Linked DNA regions of Mus musculus: regions 2, 3, 4 and 5 are each linked to region 1. The links are chromatin contacts, called in public promoter capture Hi-C maps. All regions are on one chromosome and are shown on one strand. The core of a region is the stretch at or near the end of the contact, and the rest is flanking DNA. Distances in the headings are between cores, read along the strand shown. Region 1 holds the start of Retn (resistin). Region 2 holds the start of Zfp958 (zinc finger protein 958). Region 3 holds the start of Cers4 (ceramide synthase 4). Region 4 holds the start of Ctxn1 (cortexin 1). Region 5 holds the start of Prr36 (proline rich 36).

What was found. Promoter capture Hi-C pulls out the DNA fragments that hold promoters and counts their contacts.
Region 2: a contact with region 1 is called in a promoter capture Hi-C map of liver, with 4 times the contacts expected there. The contact joins the promoter of Zfp958 here to the promoter of Retn in region 1. A contact is called at or near these places in 6 of 39 promoter capture datasets (the HPC-7 cell line, hippocampal neurons, liver and 2 more), 1 of 115 datasets of contacts at active chromatin or transcription factors (embryonic stem cells) and 1 of 9 other capture datasets (liver).
Region 3: a promoter capture Hi-C map of the HPC-7 cell line shows a contact between it and region 1. The contact joins the promoter of Cers4 here to the promoter of Retn in region 1. A contact is called at or near these places in 2 of 39 promoter capture datasets (the HPC-7 cell line and pre-B cells).
Region 4: a contact with region 1 is called in a promoter capture Hi-C map of embryonic stem cells. The contact joins the promoter of Ctxn1 here to the promoter of Retn in region 1. A contact is called at or near these places in 13 of 39 promoter capture datasets (the C10 cell line, the HPC-7 cell line, cranial neural crest and 5 more), 4 of 115 datasets of contacts at active chromatin or transcription factors (bone marrow-derived macrophages, embryonic stem cells and large pre-B cells) and 2 of 9 other capture datasets (embryonic stem cells and macrophages).
Region 5: a contact with region 1 is called in a promoter capture Hi-C map of embryonic stem cells, with 9 read pairs. The contact joins the promoter of Prr36 here to the promoter of Retn in region 1. A contact is called at or near these places in 7 of 39 promoter capture datasets (the C10 cell line, the HPC-7 cell line, cranial neural crest and 3 more), 2 of 115 datasets of contacts at active chromatin or transcription factors (both in embryonic stem cells) and 1 of 9 other capture datasets (embryonic stem cells).

The regions. Positions count from the first base shown.
Region 1 is chr8:3,654,361-3,657,171 of GRCm38.p6, reverse strand. It overlaps Retn (resistin), which reads right to left and starts at 1,402. Exons shown (of 5, transcript NM_001204959.1): 1 at 1,329-1,402; 2 at 1,027-1,166; 3 at 187-264. The coding sequence starts at 1,156.
Region 2 is chr8:4,611,707-4,614,517 of GRCm38.p6, reverse strand. Zfp958 (zinc finger protein 958) reads right to left here and starts at 1,348. Exons shown (of 4, transcript NM_145591.5): 1 at 1,240-1,348. The coding sequence starts at 1,242.
Region 3 is chr8:4,491,987-4,494,797 of GRCm38.p6, reverse strand. Cers4 (ceramide synthase 4) reads right to left here and starts at 1,393. Exons shown (of 11, transcript NM_026058.4): 1 at 1,208-1,393.
Region 4 is chr8:4,257,822-4,260,632 of GRCm38.p6, reverse strand. Ctxn1 (cortexin 1) reads left to right here and starts at 1,359. Exons shown (of 2, transcript NM_183315.2): 1 at 1,359-1,582; 2 at 1,986-2,811. The coding sequence starts at 2,004. The coding sequence ends at 2,252. It overlaps Timm44 (translocase of inner mitochondrial membrane 44), which reads left to right. Exons shown (of 13, transcript NM_011592.2): 12 at 11-121; 13 at 378-902. The coding sequence ends at 497.
Region 5 is chr8:4,215,845-4,218,655 of GRCm38.p6, reverse strand. Prr36 (proline rich 36) reads left to right here and starts at 1,344. Exons shown (of 7, transcript NM_207203.2): 1 at 1,344-1,567; 2 at 1,677-1,788; 3 at 2,101-2,474; 4 at 2,585-2,687. The coding sequence starts at 2,108.

The DNA of each region.
Region 1 (2,811 bases), core at 153-2,652:
GTTGCCACGGAAACAGAGTGCAAGATGATACAGCAGGAGTCTAAAGGACCTTGAGCTGGGCTGGGAGATGAGAAGACTGGAAGTCTGGGAGGGAGTCCTAAGGACAGACATGTTGAGGACCCAGACAAGGCAGACAGAGGAGTTTCAGAACTTCCAGAAAGTCTGAACAACAGAGTTTGCACTCACCTTCTGGGCAGGAGGCCAACTTCCCTCTGGAGGAGACTGTCCAGCAATTTAAGCCAATGTTCTTTATTGCATTTGGAACTGCAGAAGGGAAGATTGAAGGGGTAATCCAGCTGCATCTTTGCAGGGGGCGATCTTTGGGTTTGACACTGACAGTGAGGTCAAATTCTTCTCAGCAGAGTGAGAAGGTGACTTATAGCTAAAGAGTTTGACTCACAAGTGGGAGGATCAGAGCCAAGATCCCCAGAACCCATTTAGAAGCTAGGCATGCATGGTGTAGGGGCACCCATAATCCCAGCCTCCAGGAGGCAGACAGACATGGAGTCCCCAGAACAAGATGGCTAACTAGACTACCACAAACCCACAAGCCCTGGGTTCAGCTGAGAGATTCTGTCTCAACAAAGCAGAGGTGGAATGATAACACTACACCAACTTCAATTCTCCATATGCCTATGCACACACAAGCTCCTTCACATATGTGCACCACATATATAAACACACATACACAGACATGGACAGCACACGTTCACGGTAAAATATTTTGCTCACACCTGTACTCCAAACACTCAGGAGGCTGAGGCAAGAGGGTCAGGCACTGGGGGCTCAGCTCCATGGACCACAGTGTGGGGCCTTTTGGAGTGAGGGGAGGTTTGGAGGTGATGGTTGGAAGAAGCTAAGTTGTGGGGTGAACCATGATCAAGGTAGGTCAGGATGAATTTGGGTTGGAACAGGGTGAGGCTGAGGCTGAGGGTAGCCTTGTAGCTGGGCGGGTCTGTTCCCCATCAGGGATAAGTCTGTAAGGCCCTCGGCAAGGTTGGATGGGGGCGAAGGGGGGATCCTCACACAGGGAGTTGAAGTCTTGTTTGATCTTCTTGTCGATGGCTTCATCGATGGGACACAGTGGCATGCTGGAGCCCAGCAGTTCAGGGACAAGGAAGAAAAGGAAAAGGAGGGGAAATGAAAGGTTCTTCATCCCGTGGGTACTGCAAGAGACAAGCAAGAGCCCCGCCTTAGACCAGACCCTTCCCATGCTGGGGGAGTCAGACTGCAATGTCCTTTAGTTCCTGAGGGCACACATGGATGGACATTCAGCAGCTCTGGGGCCGCCACATCAGCACTCTGACTGGGGGATGGCTATCACTTACCGTGGCAGAGGACTTAGCAGGACACAACTCAGTTCTGGGTATTAGCTCCTGTCCCACAGCTCCTTCTTGTTGACTTCTGGCCCATCCTGCCTTGGATAATAAGTACCCTGGCCCCTGGCCTTCCATTGCCACATCTGACCCCAAGAGAGGTGAACTCTAGAGGTCCCAGAGGAGGGATTTCCCTCCTGCTCAGCCCTTCCTACATTAGAAGGATTGTCTTCTCAGGACGTTGTCTGGAGATAACACCAGGGACCATGGTGGGAGGGGCAAGGCTAGGAGCCAAGACTTCACCTGTAGGGCTGGAGATGCAAACTGAGACACGGTCCCTGTGTGACCACAGCTGTCATGTATGTTTCTATGTTTGGCGGGGATATACAGTGTAGGCAAGCTCTACCAGCTAAAATCTAGTCAACTGCTCCCTTGCTGAACCACACCACCAGACCCTCACTATGGAATTCCAGCCAGGTACCCTACCTCTGAACCATGTCTCCAGCCTCTCAGTGGTATGCTCTATACAGATGGTCTACCACAGAGCTAGAGACCCAGCCCCTCTCTGGGGGCGGGGTGGGGGTGGGGCTAAGCAAGAGCTCTACCACTGAGAAAGGACCCACTGAGAAAGGAGGTTCCCAGCCATTACCCAAAACATCTCACTGGAGGAGTCTAGGCAAGAGCTCTGCTTTCTGCTTTCTGCTTTCTGCTTTCTGCTTTCTGCTTTCTGGTGCAAGGAGCAAGGGGCCTGTCCCTTTGGAAATCCCTCTTTCTCAACAAGTAATTAAAATAATAAATCTTGGGTAGTCATAGCTCCGGCCCACATACAGAATATTTATGTGTGTGAATGACTCAATAGAATCTGCCTTATCTTCTCTGTCTTTAAAAACATTATTTAGTCATTATTGCATGTGCGTGACACGTGTGGGTGTAAGTGCGTGCACGCCACAGTGTGATGTGCATACGGAGGTGAGGACAACTGGAGGTGGCTATGCAAATCCTGGGTGTTAACGTCAGGCTGTCCGGCTCTGAAGCTGTTACACTGGCCTCGATGTCTTTTAACTAGATAGGACAAAATTGAGATTAGCAGAGGAAGTTTATAAATTGGACAAATGAAAAGACTTTAATCTTTATTTAGTTATCTATCTATTTATTCATTGAATCCAAGCTCTTTTGTAAGCTATGCAAGTTTGAACTGTGTAGCCAAGAACGACCTTGAACTCCTGACCATCCTGCATTCTCGATGCTGGGGTGGCAGGGACGCACCACTGTGCATGGTTTCTGTACTTCGAGGACTTGAGCACAGGACTTTGTGCCTGCCAGGCACTCTAACTGAACTAAGCCTCCCCACCCCCACCCCGTGCAAGATTTGTCTCTTTCCTCTTCAGCATAAGTGGATTCAGGTGATGTGCTCTTCCTCCCACCTGGCTTCTGTGTTCATGCGACTTTAGTGGCCATCGCCAACATAGTACACAGCTGCTTTGGGGGTCTCCAT
Region 2 (2,811 bases), core at 99-2,598, 960 kb before region 1:
GGACCTCTGGAAGAGCAGTCAGTGCTCTTAACCAGTTGGTTATGACCCTGTAATGCCCCCTGAGAGCAGCTTGATAGAGGCCTGTTTTTAGACCTAGTGGCTGGTTGTAAATCAGGGGAGTGTCCTTTGTTATGGTTTGGAACCATATTTCAGGACAATCCTAGTCAACAAACATGTGTATCCTAGCATCTTAATCTCTAACAGGTCTGGTTAGCATACTACTTCTCTGTAGGAAGTCTTAGCTTGATAGCCGGGCGGTGGTGGCTCACGCCTTTAATACCAGCACTTAGGAGGTAGAGGCAGGCAGATTTCTGAGTTCGAGGCCAGCCTGGTCTACAAAGTGAGTTCCAGGACAGCCAGAGCTACACAGAGAAACCCTGTCTCGAAAAAGCAAAGAAAAAAAAATTATTTGATATCACTTACTCTTTCTAAGCACTGGTAACTACTTCACATCATCTTCTACATTACAGCTAGATATTGGAGTGCTGCTACACAGCACTTGAGATACCTTGTACAACCTCCACAAGATTAACTCCAAATGGATCTTACACCTAAATGTTAAATGCTAAGAACTTGTAGAAGACACTAGAGAAACTAGGGCTATCCAAGTTTGTCTTCCTGCCAAGGATGTTTCTACACAGAAGACCCTGCTTCAAATGCACTGATCCAGCCTCCAAAGTGAAGTAATTCTGAGGCCACCACGAGGTCCAGGGAGTGACTAGAGACCAGAGGGGGTGCAACAGGCTGCCGCTTCCCACTCAGCCCCAGGAAGGACCTACCACTCCAGCTCCCAGCTGCTCAGTCGCCTGCTTCTCCCCTTTGCAGACTATGACCTTGCGCTCACAATATCAAGATTTTGGATCTTGTCTGATTTCCCCTCACAGCATCCAGCAGCAGCACACAGAGCACAGCACACCAGATCAGTCAAACCTGCTCAGCTACAGAACGGAACCTGCAGCAGGGCACCCCGGGGGAGCTGGGGGGGGGGGGGAGACCCTCCTCCTCTTCTGACTGGCAGGTGTGCCTGCAGGCCCTGATTGACCAACAAGTCTTGAACATCTTGAGTACCTCCGTTAGGGTTGGAGCGTGCTGAAGTGTCCAGGGCCAGACCATTTCCAGATATACAAAGATCCGCATTTCCAAAGTCCTTGTGCCTTCCCACCCAGCCTCTGGGGAGGACCCACCACTCTCACTCCGGCTGCTCTTCCCCTTGCCGTGGGGAAGTGACCCTGCTCTCACCATGCCGTGACTGCAGAGCTTGCCTGAGCTCTCCTAGCCGCACCAAACAGCAGTACACAGAGCACGTCACACGGAACCGTTCGAGCTTCTCAGCGGCGGAGCTGGACTTGCAGTATGGCACCCGGAAGAACCCGCCTCTTCTGACTGAGAGGCCTTCCTGGAGAACCTGATTGGCCAATGAGTCTTGAGTGACAGGAACACATCCCTTTGGGTTAGAGTGTGTTAAAGAGACAGAGCATAGTGGTTCCTGGGCCAGGCTTCCACGCCGAGGACCGACCTTTCCCAGATATGCAGAGATTCGCATTTCAATAGCACTTTTTCTTGTCCTCCAATAGCTACCACAGCCAGCCCTTAGGGAGGCCCTGCCACGGACCACCCCAGTCGGGTATGAGGGTTCCTGGGAAGAGGATCCTCGAAGGCTAGGTGGGTAAGGATTTGGCGGTGACAAAACAAACACAGAGGCAGTTTGAATCTGAATATATTTTGCAGTCCTCATGCAAGGGTTTTTATGCATAAAGAAACAAATATTACAACTCTGAGCAGATGTGTTCAGTGAAGCAGTCAGATAGAACATATATCATCATAGTCATTTGGCACAATAAAATACAGAATCATCCAAGAATTACAACTTCTCAAAAAGTGTGTTCATTGACGCAATCACGGATAGAACAGGTAATGAAAGAACTCAGTGGGGAAACCCCCACTCAGCTCCCGATTCGGCGTGCACCCAAGAATCGCGAATAGAACACAACACCTTGATGTAACAACAAGAGGTTTTTTAATGGCGGAGCTCCGGGTCGAAACGTATCTCACACAACAGGAGACAGTGGATTCGACCACGAGGCTTGGAAGCTAGGGGTTTTTATAGAAAAGGAGTGGGGCTGGGGGAGGAATTGGCGCGGTTTCACATGATTGGTCCATTTAAACATCAGCAGCCTGTAACATTTAACTTAGGTCAGAGGGGTGGGAGCTAGGGAGGCGATGGGCTTGCCCGGGCATGTCCTGGTCTGTTCTGCTGTGTTCTCAGCCCCAGGTTTCAAAGCTCACAAACAACTCTTTGGGCTATTTAACATACATTACATGAATTACAGTTTTATTTCCTTTCAGTAACATCATTGTTATTTGGCACAATAAAAATCATCTAAGGCTAGTGGCAAATTTCCAAGAAGAAATTAATACATTTTTAAGGTCAGTTATTGTTTAACATTTAGTACCTGATTTTTTGTAAATCTTCAAAGCATAAATTTAAACTATTTTAATTCTTTTTATTTAAAGGCTTCCTTAAACAATTTACCAAAGCCTACTTCCGATGATGTAAGACCCCGAGCAGTGACAGTAGGGGGCTTTTAACAGCTAGCTGAGGAATTGGGAGGAGTTTGGAGGAGAGTTGAGAGGAGTTGGGAGGAGATAGGAAGAGTTGGGAGGAGTTGGGAAGAGTTGGGAAGAGTTGGGAGGAGAGTTGGCTACAACTCTTTAGCCTCCTCTCTGGTGTCTATCTCCATGTCCTTGTAGGTCTTCCTACAATTATCGCATCTCTGGCTGTAAGGCACAGAAACAAAAAGGCTTTTGGCT
Region 3 (2,811 bases), core at 144-2,643, 840 kb before region 1:
AAGTCAATCTCTGGCCTCCACACACACATAGATGCACACACACATGCATACACACATTGACACCACAAGTTAGTGTACACACACACACACGTACACACACACACACACACACACACACACACACACACACGAAGGAAGGAAGGAAGCAACCAAAGTGCTGCAGCGGCAAAGTGCTTGTCTAGCATGAGGCCCTAGATTCAACCTAGCCCTTCCCCCAAATAAAATAAGGCCCCTTCCAAATTCTCAGAAGACCACCTCGGAAAGCTTCACACAGACCTTCCTCACATCTCACTTCCAAACAAGCATGAAACACAATTCTTGGGGGGAAACACAGAATTTCTAACTTACCTCTTATCACTTCACGCACCTTCCATCAGGGGTCCAGCCAGACGTCCAGGTTGCCCTGGTGTCTTTTCAACTTTCCCAGCATAGGGCAGGGTCTTCCTCTCAAGACACAATCAGATGGCTGTTGCTTGCTGCCTTAAACATCCCTTGTACACACAGCCCGGAGGATGGAGCTGTGGGCTCCTCATTGTCTTCCAAGCCCTGGTCAACCACTCCCTACCTCCTTTCTTCCCTGTATACACTCCAGCCTCTTTTCTGGTCTGCAAATACACCAGCCTGGCCATTTCCCTAGGATTTTGTGGCCTGGGCCCAGAAAGCTCTCCATAGCAGGTGCCCTCATGACAGGCTGCCCCTTTCCCTCAGACACCATAGGCTTCCTCACAACACTTCAACCTCCTTCCTCCAGGATTTGGATAGTGCTCTACACACTCCCTTGTTTCCCAGAGGCTGGGTCTACGTGGTTCCCGAATCTCTGTGTCTGCGGCCTTCGGCCTTCGCCTGTCGGGTCGGTAGCACCCAGCAGGCGCTCCGTACAAATTCTCTAGTGACAGACATTCCTGTGGCGCAGTGCCTGTTCACATGTCCGGATTCCCCACGTCACGACAACCCCCATTCTCTCCCGCGCGTTTTCTATTCATGTCCACCACCTGCACCTGCTCCATGGGGGCACCACAGCTCTCAGATCAGAATGCAACCTGATCCCCGACCAGATGGGAAACTCTGAGAAATACCTTGTCGGAGAAATGATGGGAAACTAAATGACTGTTTTGGCTCCGAGCCGGACTGCTCTTAGCCCTGGAGGAGAGGAATGTTTCGAGGGTATCTACTAGGGCGGCGCCCCCAGAGAGGGGTGATTGCTTACCTGGAGGTTCAGAAAGCAAGATGCAGGCCGAGGCGGTGCGGAGATCAGCTAATCCGAAGATGCCTTAGACAAGCCGCAGACCGCTCTGGGCCGAGAAACTCCTCGCTACAGAGCCTCCACCCGCGAGGGAGGAAATAGGACCGGAGGGGGCCTCCGGGAGGAGTTTGATGGGGCCTTGGGCGTGGTCTGAGCAGGGGAAAAGGGCGTGGCTTCAGTGCGGTCGGGCCCAGTGGGCCAAAGAACCGCTTGGTCCAAAACCCTGAGTCCTAAACTGCCCAACCGGCGGCCTGGCCTCGCCCCCACGCCACCAGGCCCCTCCCTAGACCCCCACCTTATAGTCGTTTGTCTCCTCCAGACCCCGCCCTGAGCCCCTAATCCTGCACCTTGGGACCCTCCCTCCAGCCTCGCCCTAGACTATTACCAGCTCCTTCAGTTTCCAGGCCCCGCCCACAGCCCCCTACCCGCCGCCGCCACCAGGACCCGCCCCCAACTCCACTCAACCTCTGGTCTGCTACTCCTCACCCCAATCCCTGCTTTCAGCCTCTTCCTCTAACTGGCAAGGCCTGGTCCCCAGCCCAGTCCAGCCTTATCAGGCCCCGCCCCGACCGGAGGCTGTTGTGGGCACCTGGCCTTTCTCCAGCCATGCTGTAGGTTTCTGCAGAGCATATCTCTGACGTTTTAACCCAGCAGCGTCTACTAGGCACTCTCTCTGGATCTTGTTTTCCAGTTCTAGGTCTCTTCTTTGTGATGCTCTGGCTTGTCTTTCTGCCTGCACTCTGTTTCTCAGATGCACTGCTAGGCTCTGCAAAGGAAGCTTGGATCGTTCTGCAGGCCTCAGCACCCCAGGGCATCAGTACTTGGAGTCGGTCAGACCAACCTAGAGGATTGCTGGGCCTGGGCCCACCAAGAAGCTGTCCACAGGATTGAAAAGGAGAAGGGAGATTACATTAATATGTCGGCTATGGTTTTGTGAGGTGCAAAGATCAGGCAAGATCTGAGAGATTAAGCTGAGATACAAGTCAGAGTGGGTGATAGCTGTTTCCACTGTTTGACCTAGGATAATGCAGGAGGATGTTGGCCTCTCCTTGCCTAGTACAACCAGAGGAAAGACAATTCTAGGGCAAGCAGTTAGAAGAGACTTCTAATAACTTGTCATCTTTGTAAAAGAGAATATAATATAAGGACATCAAGCCTAGCTCAGAAGGTAGACTGCTTGTCTAGTATACAGGTGTCCCTGAGTTTGATAAGCCAAGGGTGATATATAGACCAGATGCCAATGTGAAAGAGGAAAGTCACACAGGGTATTCCCAAGCACTTAGACCATGGGAGCCACTTATCTTGATAGTGACATGGAAATACAAGCCAGAGGTCCACAGAGAAGTGGAGGATTTGAGTGTACAAGGGTCATGGAGAAATGTTCAGTGGAAGTTACAACCAAAGTTGGATGGCTGAAGAAGAGTGGGGTGTCAGCTTTTTACTTGCATGCCTAGGCCTGCTCCACAGTCTGGAAGTAGTTGGGTGTCCTTGGAAGAAGCTACTTCTGGCTCTCTGAAGCCGAGTAAATTAACAGATTACAAGAAACCTCAGCTGACAAGGCAAGTCAG
Region 4 (2,811 bases), core at 110-2,609, 600 kb before region 1:
TTTCCTGCAGCTGGCCATGGGCAAGATGATGGAGCAGGGCCCAGTGCTGATCGTTACCTTTCAGGCCCAGGTGGTGATGGTGATCAAGAACTCCAAAGGCGAGGTGTATGATGGTGACCCGGTGAGTGGTAATCAAGGGAATGGAGGTTTGGGAGTGCTTCTCACATACAGGGCCCTGTGCATTGCACGCCTCCCCAGCACAGAGCCAGGCAGAAGCACCACAAGTACGAATTGAGAGCTTTTTGAAGTCAGAGCACCGTTTCATCTGACCACTGACCAGAGCCAGCAGCCCGGGAACCCCTTCCCTGTCCCCCTCAGTAGCCCTTCTTTCTGTACACCCACCAAGCCTGACCCCTCACCCTGCCCGGTCTTCACAGGACAAGGTGCAGCGAATGCTGTACGTGTGGGCACTCTGCAGAGACCAGGAGGAGCTCAACCCTTATGCTGCCTGGCGCCTTCTGGACATCTCAGCCTCCAGCACAGAGCAGATCCTCTGAGGGCAGCAATGGAGTCTAGGCAGCTCGAGGCTAGACCATCATGGGACAGACACACAGAGACACTTTGCCACATCTGATACAGCTGTGAACAAGCTTCTGCCCCAAGTTCTTCAGGGCAGCTGTGAAACCAGCTGGACAAGGGAAGAGCTTGGGGTGTCTAGCAGGATGGGGACTGTCTCCCAGTGCGTCCGTCACAGGGGTTGCTGGCAGTGTCAGAAGGCCCCAGCCCAGGACTCCTGTCGGGTGAGGCCTGGCCTGCTGTTCTAAGTAGTCCACTGGCATTGCCTTCCAAGCCACTTTAGGTCCTTTTGTTTTGTTTTGTTTTTGTTTTTAAATCAGTGCTCTTACTTCCTGTACATAAGCCTAAGATCTGGACCTAATAAAACACCAAAGCGCAGAAGAGCAGTTTGAACGGTTTGAAGTGTACCTCTCTGCTGGGAAGGCTGGGACTGAGGGCCTGTCAGAGACCTAGGTCAGTGAAGGATTGTAGCCAGAGAGAGTGCTGCTTTCTCGGGCCAACACCCTGCCCTTTTGTGGGAAGAATAAGCATCCCAGCTGTCTGGGGTCTCAGTTGAATTCGGGGTTCCCTAAGGCTTCGGGGCTTAACTAACAGAGACTGGGGTAAGGGGTTGCCCGGGAAGAATACGGATACAGACACCGAGGTTAGGAGAGGCTTCCGTGGGAGAGGCGTAAATGCCCATGTCCTGGCGAGGTCCTGGGTGCTCTAGGAGCTGGAAGCTGAGGCTGTCTGGGCTGGCACAGCGGTGGGAAGGTTCAGCCTTCCGATAGGCAGGCCGGGGCGGGGTCACAAGCCCAGGCACCGCTCCTAACACAGCCACCACCCCCTCGCAGCCCCGCCCTCGTCGCCATGGGAACAGCCGCGGCGGCTGGGCTGGCGCGCGGCTCTCCTTCCTCCCTCGGTCTCCACCGCTCCAGGGGCGGGTGGGGTGGGCTGAGCCGGGGCTGCCACAGCCTCCGCCGCTACCACTGCCACCCGGGAAGACCAGAGCAAAGCAGCGCACGAGTTCCGAGAAAGAGAGAGAGAGAGGGGCTGCAGGGCGGCCGGTCCCCGTCTAGGACCAAGGGTGAGGGGGGCGCGTTGTAGCCCGGGAGTCGGCTACGGTGGGGGAGGGGGGTCTTGGGCCTTGGAGAACAAAGGGAGCGGGGCGGGGACCAGTTCAAACAGTGCAGCTCTGGTCTCTGTCCCAGCGCGATCGCACCTGTTGTGCGCGGGCTGGGCAGATCTAAGCTGACCTGTCCCGGCTCTCAGCGACCCCACCTGCGCGCACCGCTGGAGTTGAGTCCCCGCGTGGCTGTGGCGGCGGAGCGCACAGGCGGGGCATGGGCGTAGCCCGGAGACGACAACACGGACAGAGATGATGCTGTGGGATACAGCAAAGGGGCTACTCCAGAAGGGGTGGATGGAGGTGCAGGAAGGGCATAGCCTCATCCCCGCGGACCCCGGGGTGGGTACCCCTCTCTCCTCAGAGCGCGGCGATGTGAGCTATGAGTTCGGCGTGGACACTATCACCGGAGCCGCTGCCGCCGTCGACGGGGCCCCCGGTGGGCGCGGGCCTGGACGTCGAGCAACGCACGGTGTTCGCCTTCGTGCTCTGCCTGCTCGTGGTGTTGGTTCTGTTGATGGTGCGCTGTGTGCGCATACTGCTAGACCCCTACAGCCGCATGCCCGCCTCGTCCTGGACCGACCACAAGGAGGCGCTCGAACGCGGGCAGTTCGACTATGCGTTGGTGTGATGGGGAACCAGTCGGGGCAGGTCCTTAGGGTCATCCCCGTGGAGGGGTGCCACCAGCCTGGACTGTGCTCAGGGTTATGCCTAGATGCCCTAGCTCGAAGTTGAGGGCGTTCGGAGAAGTCCAGTCCTTACCTACCTTAGCTACCCATCTTCCTTCCTGGCCAGGCCAGAACCCCACCTGGTGCCTTTATCTACCCTGTCCCCTTCTCTCTACATACTTATCCTCATTGCTGATCCCTCAACACTGAGTCCCTGGTGAGTGAAGGACCCCGCACCAACCTCAGCTTTCCCCAACTACCAGGCATGCTACATTCTTTCCTGGAAATGCGGACACCTCTTATCTCTTATTTCTTTGTTATGGTCATCCTCAATTTCAGTGCACTCCTTGAGTCCTGGCCCTGGCAGGCAGGCTTTCTTCGACTCACATTGGACGCTGCCTACCTATAATGCACGGTACAGTTTGCCTCAGAGACAGACCCAGAAACCCCACCATGGCTGCTGCTTGTGTTGATAATATCTGGCACTTTATGTGCGGGAGTACAAGCAGGCTCATCCCCTTC
Region 5 (2,811 bases), core at 95-2,594, 560 kb before region 1:
CCAACTGAGCTACATGGCCAGCCCTGAAAATGCTCTTAATTCTAGGTCCAGCAGACCTCATTCCAGCTGCTTGCTAGCCCTCCTTCTGAAACTTTTGAAGATGTTCCTGGACTCATTTCTTTTATCTAGTTAGCACTGTGATGAGTCAATAAACCTTAAGTAGCCCAGGCGGACCCGGAACTCAGGAGCCTTCTGCCTGTATCTCTAGAGTATTGGCTGTACAGCCCAAAATGCCAACTCAATGAGCCCATATACTTCAGAGATCCCTTACAGACCAGGGTCTTGGTTTAACATCCTCTATGGGTAAGATGCCTTATAAGGCACACCTGCCCCACTGGATCCATGAGCTGGCAAACTAAACTAAAGTGACAGCTTTTAGTTGTTCAACTGGGTTGAGATACTCAGAGTGCTCTCAGTTTCTTCATACACATTTTAGAGAGTTCTCTTTCCCTCTGTAATCGTGTTTTTTGATACTCCACAAATTCAGCTCTGCCAGGAAGTTTCTGAGGACTTGACTGCCTGTGGGCCAGCAAAGTTGAGATGCTCTGCCCCACAGAAGGCAGAGCCACCATCGTGTTTCCTATTTCTCTCCCTTTCTTTCATCCCGCTATTCTTCCTCTCTCCTCTCAACTCTGGGATCTGCTGTGCATCCTCTAAGTCCAAGAGTTTGGGGCCTGGTGAGATAGCTCAGTGGGTAAAGACACTTACGGCCAAGTCTGATCACCTGGATTCTATCTCCAGGACCCACTGGTTGTAGGAGTGAACTGAGCCCTACAAGTTGTTCTTTGACTTTTACCAGTATGCAGTGACATGTGCACAAGGACACACACACACACACACACACACACACACACACACACACACACCAAATAAAATGTAATACAAAGTAACTCCCAGGGTTCTCATTCTCCCACCAACCGTATCAGGTAAGGGCTGTGAGAAAAGTCAAAGTTACAAAATAGGTGACCTGGCACAGGTGTCGCAGGACTATCTAGCCTCCATAGTCATCAAGTGCAGGAAAAGAGGACCAGGGCACACAAAATGGCTGGATTGGTTGGTGGGCCAGAGGCACAATGATCCCGCCCTACTGGTTGCCAAGGCCCAGCCTATCCCTTGTCTAGGAGAGTGTCTGTCTCCAAGTGCTAGAGAAGGGGGGTGTCGGAGCAGGTGCAAGAGCTTGAGTAGAGGACTGTGAGGGTCTTCAAGGATTCCCCCACTGAGCCTCTCGAGTTCTGTGGTTGCTAGACACGACCATTGAAATCGGCCTCTTCTGGGGTATTACAGGGAGGCAGCACCCGCACCTCCCTCGGAGGCGCGCCTCTTTTCTTAGCCCTCTCGGCACGCTCTCGGCTCTGGACCGAGAGCGAGTGCGCGCATCCTCTACTCTCCCCACCCGAAGCTGGGGGGCGGGGCCGTGGCCAAGCTCCCTAGGCTCTGTCGCTTGAAGCCCCCTCCCCTTGCCTTTTCGCTGCTCCCCGCTACTGCTCTCCGGCCCAGCCCCACCCCAAGCGACCCTGTGTGGAGCGGCTGGTGCCCAGAGGCGGAGGTGAACGCGTGCTGTGAGCAGGTGGATCGGGCGGATCGTTGGCATAGGGGACCAGACTGGGGGAGGGGTCAGCTCTTTGTCTCCCAGAGCCCGTTCGCGGGCAACAAGGCCACTCTTTTTCTCTGTGCAGGTGCCTGTGGAACCTGAGGAAGGACGCTGGCGAAGCCCCATCGGCGTGCACACTGAGGCCCCTGAATCTGGAAGCCGGAGGCATTTCCCTGTTTGCCGGATTGGTCATTTAGGTTTTCAAGAGGCGAGGGGGTAGGGGAGTGGATGTTGTTCTTGTAATAGGGCAGAGGCGGGGTCGGGGGTCGGAGGGTGGGGACTGAACAGGGCGTCTTAGCCTTGGGGATGGAGGTAGCCGTAGGACTTGAAAGCGGCCAGGTTGGTGAGCGGGTGTGGGTGCTTAGAAGAAAAACAAATCGAGGCTCTTTAGGCTGAGGTTTAGGCACCCATGGGTGGCGATGCTAGAAGGAAGCACAGGGAGGCTTCAGGATGGTTTGTAGTGATTGGTTCAGGACCTGGGATACCAAGCCTCCTGTCTTCCTCATTAGGTGCGGTATGGACAAGAGGGATAGCGTCAAATCAGGAACTGCCCCGCGAATGCCGTCTTCACGACCCCCTGGCCTTCTGACCCCTAGGCCTCCTTCTGGGTCCGCTCGACCTCCTCCCCCTGTGACCACTGCTGCCCTTCGAGTCTTGGAAGCAAACGGAGCTATGGGGCGAAGGTCCCTGGTGGAGCGAGCCCCAGGCGTCTGCAAAGCCGCTCTTCCACAGACCAGCAAAGCCGCTCTTCCACAGACCAGCAAAGCCGCTCTTCCACAGACCAGCAAAGCAGCTCTTCCACAGACCAGCAAAGCAGCTCTTCCACAGACCACTATTCACGGGGCACCAGCGCGCAGTGCTGGGGCAGGTCCTCGTAGCCCAGGTACTCAGCTTTATTTGTGACCTCCATCTGCACTCTGCTTACCTTCTCTCTTCCTTCTTAGATACTCCTCTTTTTCAGAAGTACCACTGATTTTTGTCTTCTCCCTGAAGCCAACAGGCCCCCAGCTTCTGGGAAAGGAGAGAGGGCCCCTATGAAGACCCCTGGCCAGGGCTCTATTTCTAGCCCCGGGCGTGCCAGCAGTGGGATTGCCAGGTAATAAGTTAATTCCCCCAACTCCCTAATTCCCCAAGCAAGGGTTAGCAATTTGGAACCTTTTGATCTTAGACATGAATGGGCTGGAAAGGTAGCTTGGTGTGCTAAAGTGCTTGCTGCACAA